2 separate regions of the Mus musculus genome follow, and region 2 is linked to region 1. A link is a contact called in public promoter capture Hi-C data. All regions are on one chromosome and are shown on one strand. The core of a region is the stretch at or near the end of the contact, and the rest is flanking DNA. Distances in the headings are between cores, read along the strand shown.

Region 1 (2,700 bases), core at 136-2,635:
TTTTCACTGAACTAAAAGGGTGCTATGCACCAGGGTAGAAAACGCAGTGCTATATCATGAATGCCTCAATACCGACTTGCCAGCACCCAAAGGAAATGCAGCCCACAACTAAGGAAAAAAATTTTAAACTTGTTTTAATCACAACAGAATTAAGACACACATATTAAATGTCACATGAACACTAAGGAGAGCTAACAATCGTTTAAATAGGGGAGATTGGATTTCACTCTTAAATAGATGGAACCAGATCTTTGTATTTTATTACTTAAGGCAGCAACAGCAGGCTACATTGGAACTGAATTATTGGAACTGAGTTATTAGCCCTGAATTTGAAGGTTAATAAGTCTTTGGCTTTAGAAAAATCCAGACACTGTTCCACATAATTATGAGACGCAATTAAAATTATGTTTTAATTTCTGCAACCTCTTTTGAAGGTATTTTTATGTGCGTTCATTTTGAAATTTCTCAGTACCAATCCCTTGCTGGTGAAATTACTAAAATCAACAGCCACCAGCATCCAGTCATTTTCTGAACCAGAAACACATCCGACAATTTTCTTCAAATCTTGGAATAAACTGTCTTTCAGACAGCCAGCTCTGAGTACTTCGGGGAACTAGATATAGTATTACAACCCAAAATTAGAGTTATCTAGCACCTTACAAAGCAGTCAACCCCTCATTTGCAGAAAGAGAAAATGTGACGCCAGTGGAGGAGCACTAGCTTGGGTCCAACAGCTGGTGAAGCCTGTCATCTCTAGTCCTTCCCGGGGGTCCTCCTCTACCGGAGCCCCAATGCACGCCAGCACCCAGGAGGTGAGGAAATGGACACCTCCACACCGCCAAGGCTAGCAAAAGGTCCAAGGTAAAGAGAGGGGCAGCACCTCTTGCTGCCAGTGGGTAAAGCAGGCAGGTCCGTTACACAACGTCTCCTAGCAACAACCTCCTGAGGGAGGGGTAAAGACTGACGATGGTTCTCTACAGGTAGAACTGGCTCAAAAATAAAAACCCCAAACCCCAGGTTAGGCACGCACCCGCGCCACCCGCGCAAAAGCTGGCAACTGTCAGTGCCCGCACCGCGGCATTCCGGGACCAGGAGCCCGACTCCGCCCACCACCCCGACGGTTCAGCCCTCGGGAGGAGAGAGGCGCGGAGATCCAGACACCTCCCGCAAGAAAGCTACCTGAGACTCCGCCGCAGCCCGCAGCTCGCCACCCACCACGGTCCTTCAGCTTACTTCCGGGGTCAAGTCGACGTTCGGCCGCTCCAGATCCCGGGTCCCAGGCCTCAGCCCCCGCCCCTCTAAGTCCCGCCTCCACTGCCCGCCGGGTTTCGGCCCCAGTGACTTCCGGAACGCCGCGCGTCACTAGGCAGTCTACCAGTACTTCCGGAAGCCTTGAGCCCCTCCGCCAGCCCGGTGCGAGCGAACCAGATGCTCCCGTGGATTTGATTGGTGGGTCTGGAGCGTACGTCTCCTCTGATTGGTGTTCGGGAAATCTGCCCGGGTTGGCGCGGCCGCCCGCTGGGCGTCAATCATTTTCTGCTTTCCTGCGGGTTGCGAGTGTTGGCGGCAGAATCATGGAGGACATAATGCAGCTCCCCAAAGCGCGCGTCAACGCCAGCATGTTACCACAGTATATCGACCGGCCCGTGTGCTTCGTGGGGAAGCTGGAAAAGGTGCATGCGGGTTCGGGCGAGAGGACGGGACCACGGCCACTCGGGAAGGACTGCGGGGTCGGGAGCTGAGGCTGGGAGCAGGTCACCTTTAAGCAGCATTGCCCTCCAGCTTGCTGTAGTTTTCACAAGAAGAGCTTGTGGAAACTGCTAAGCCATTGCAGCAACATTTTGGTGCCGCTTCTTTTATGTCCCCAAAACTGTTTGGAATGACCTTTTAGATCCAAGCGCTCCGCGCCCCCTTTCTTTATTTACCAGGAAGGTATTTACAAACCTGGCTCCTCTGTCTGTTGTTCGAGTTTTTGTTTTAGCCAGACTTAGCTTCTTGCTTCCCTGTCTTTTGCAGCCGTCTCTATTTATGGGCCTAGTTTTTCTACTTTGCAGTCGTCTCCCTATGAAACATTTCTTGATAGCCCCTCCCATATTCTATAGATACCTTGTATCTAGCCCAGTCTTAGATTGCAGCCTCGTCCTTCCTATAGGTAAAAATTAAGCCCAAAGGCCCAGAAATTGAGAGTGCCGAGGGAAAGAAAATCCTCTGTAAGGACTTACCTGCTAGGTCATTTCATTCACACATTTTCTAAGGGAAAAGAATTTCTAACTAAACAGGTAGGCTGACTGAGCTGCTCAAACCTCACATCGAGTGGCAGAGCTCAGTTTCAAGGGAAGTCTTCCTCAGATCTGGCAACCAGTTCTTTTAGATCATCGTTCTTAATTTTAAAAGAAAGTATTCTGAGCCGGGCGGTGGTGGCGCACGCCTTTAATCCCAGCACTCGGGAGGCAGAGGCAGGTGAATTTCTGAGTTCGAGCCCAGCCTGGTCTACAGAGTGAGTTCCAGGACAGCCAGGGCTATACTGAGAAACCCTGTCTCGAAAACAAACAAACAAACAACCCCTCAAAAAGAAGGTATTCTGTGAGATGTACTAAATCAAGAATGTTGGCAGAATTTCATTAGACAGTGAAAGCCTCGTTTAGTTTTAGTGTACCAAGTGTCTTTTGCAAATAAAAGAAACCACACAAAACACTAAGC
Region 2 (2,700 bases), core at 36-2,535, 690 kb before region 1:
GCCGGTTTAGAAAACTCCAGCTGCTACCGCAGCGCCTGCGCTCCTCGCCCCTCCACAGAACACCTTGAGTTTTCGGTGCACTCCCGTGGCCCGGAATCTGCTGTGGAGTTCAGAACACTAGGCTCAACCTCGCCGGCAGAACGCGAGTGTCCCTGGCCCTCTGAGAAATCAAACGCGGAGAAAATATCACACTCTCCTAGGCTCGCGGTGATGCCCACAACTCCCTAGCCACACAGAGCGATTCTCCCCGCGTCGGTTCTAAGATTGTGTCAAGTCCAAACCTCCGAAAACTGATTCTGGAGGAACCTGGACAGGACAAGATTCTCTCCCTAGTGACAAGGCTTGCCATTCCCTAAAAAGAAACCCCTCACTGAAACTATGCTTCTGTTATTTAATGGCAACTGGACCTTGGAAGGCGAGAGAGGGTTATGTTTGCAGGTGTATCTCTGACCTAACTGCCTGGTCGTTTGCTATGTGTCTGGCGGATAAACTTACACCAGCTGCACCCCTGTAAGTCTCAGGGAGTTACCTGCACTTTCTTGATGTGCCACAAACCCAAATTGGGGGCGCTGGGGCAGTGGGGCAGTGAGTAGATTCCTGTTCGGCTCTTCAAGCCCACCTCCACCCCCTTTCATTTAAACTAGGTGGGGGAAGAAGTGCTGCTAAGAGTTTCATGATTCCCAATACCTTTCTTCTCCCCTTCCTCCCAAGGCATCCTCGCCTACTACCTCCTGGTTTCTGGACCTGTAAGGTCCTGTTAAGAATCATGATCCGGGAGACGGAAAATAGAGCAAAAAATGAGGATGAGAGCCTGAAAAACTCTCGCAGGAATCCAAACCAAAGCTTCCCAAAGTTCTTCCACTCTCTGGGAACACTCAGCTCTCACTGAACTGGCGGCCTCGCCCTCCCGCACCCCCCCCCCTCTCACCCCAGTTGCTTGGCCTCCAGGCTAGGGAGGTATCTCAAAGATGCCGGACCGGACCGATCGCCACTTACCAAGTAGACGGTGGGCTGCAGGAGGAGAAGAACGTACCAGCACGCAGCCTGCATCCTCCCTCCTCTCAAACTTCCTTGGCGGTGCCTTGGCTGAGTCTTTGTTCCTTCAAAAACATAGATCCACCTGACATCCACTTTACAGAGCAGGGAGCGCTCTCAGCAGCCTAGATACAAATGAAATTAGACATCCCATGACCACGCGGACAAGGCTGACGATCAAGCGAGGGGAAAGGGGCTCTTGGTGTGGAGTGATGGAGTCAAAAAGCTTGGAAGGGGGACGCAAAGATTGGAAAAGCGAGCCAATCCAGCTCCAGGAACAAGCGAGTGCGGTCCGCAGGCGGGCGGGCGAGCGAGCGGGCGGGCTTGAGCGGTGGCAGGGGGTTCCCAGAGCCCGGCGCGTCTCGGAAGCCAGCGCCCGAACGGCGGAGGCCAGAAGGGGTTAGGCACAGAGAGAGCAGCTCACAGGCTGGTTAGGAGGCCAACTGTCTCTGGCAGCCAGACCTGCCCTAGTGTTTGAAGGCGGGAGGCTGGGACTAAAGGCGGCGGCTGGTTCTTCGCCAGCCCTGGCAGGGTTCACACACGTACACAGCAGCAGAGAGAGATAGCAAAAGCAAGCGAGCAAGAGACTGAGAGAGGGGGGTGCGGGCAGGGCAAGGGTAGGTAGAACTGACCCGGATTAGGTACCCGTGAAATGGGGGTGGGGAGGGGGGTGCAATTTGCATATAGGAAAGCGGGGCTCAGTTTACCCATTTGAACCTCCTGAAATACAGATAGACACCCACAATCACATCCCTAGCACTACTTTTTTGAACGAAGGGGCACAGCCAGTTGCTAACTTCTACAGTAGAAACCTGTCTGGGACTCTGAGGGTCACCTATTAGACATGCCTTATGCCCAAGAAGAGTTTCACCCCGCTGTCCCTTCCTGGTGATGACCACCACCCTGCCCCAACGTGTCCCTGCCAAGAACGGTGGAGGCGACCGGTACATACCGCACAGGACTGGAGGCAAATGCAGCGAGCAAGAACCGCTCTGAACAGGCTCCATGGAGGAGCTACTACGGCCTGGAGTCTCCAGCGCCCGGGACGTGCCCTCCCCGGAGCTCCGTCTCCATGCTCGGGCGAGGACAGGTCCAGCTGCCTCGTCCAGCCTTGGCGGAGTCGTTGTCCCAGTGCCCGGGTCGCGATCCGGATTGGTCCGCGGGAGCCTAGGCTTGGCACAGTTGAATTCCCGGTGCAGGAAACTTAAGAGGCAAGAGAAGGAGGGGCAGGTAGAGAAGACGACGGAGGAAGGAAGAAAGGGAGGGAGAGAGACGAATGCGCCCGGTTGCTGCACCCGACCGACCCGGACTGCCTGTGTTGGCACTGACACCAGCAGCCTAGGACTCCCGGATTTCCGCGGTTGCCAGAGGATAGAGAATGACTTAAGGGGAGGAGACTGGGCAAGTCCTCCGGACTTGAACTTGAGCGATAAGACCCGAACCTTTCGGAAGAAAAAGAAAGCCACACAACAGGCGCGATGAGTCCCAGTTTCAGAAGGGGTGTGGTGACGAAATTTTGGAAGCTGCAAGCACAGGAAGCAGCCCCAGCTTTACCAGCAAGGCTGGAAAGCCCCAAGGCGACTAAGGATTGGTGTCGCGGGCGCTGTCCGAGGTCCTGCCCGGCCACGGGGGGACGCTCCGCAGAGCGCGGTTTCAACTCCCCGC

Evidence for each region. Promoter capture Hi-C pulls out the DNA fragments that hold promoters and counts their contacts.
Region 2: a promoter capture Hi-C map of liver shows a contact between it and region 1, with 3 times the contacts expected there. The contact joins the promoter of Nxph1 here to the promoter of Umad1 in region 1. A contact is called at or near these places in 2 of 39 promoter capture datasets (liver and stem cell-derived epiblast-like cells).

Annotation. Positions count from the first base shown.
Region 1 is chr6:8,257,973-8,260,672 of GRCm38.p6, reverse strand. Umad1 (UMAP1-MVP12 associated (UMA) domain containing 1) reads right to left here and starts at 1,385. Exons shown (of 4, transcript NM_001302354.1): 1 at 1,180-1,385. Rpa3 (replication protein A3) reads left to right here and starts at 1,532. Exons shown (of 4, transcript NM_026632.4): 1 at 1,532-1,673. The coding sequence starts at 1,575.
Region 2 is chr6:8,948,604-8,951,303 of GRCm38.p6, reverse strand. It overlaps Nxph1 (neurexophilin 1), which reads right to left and starts at 1,285. Exons shown (of 2, transcript NM_008751.5): 1 at 997-1,285. The coding sequence starts at 1,050.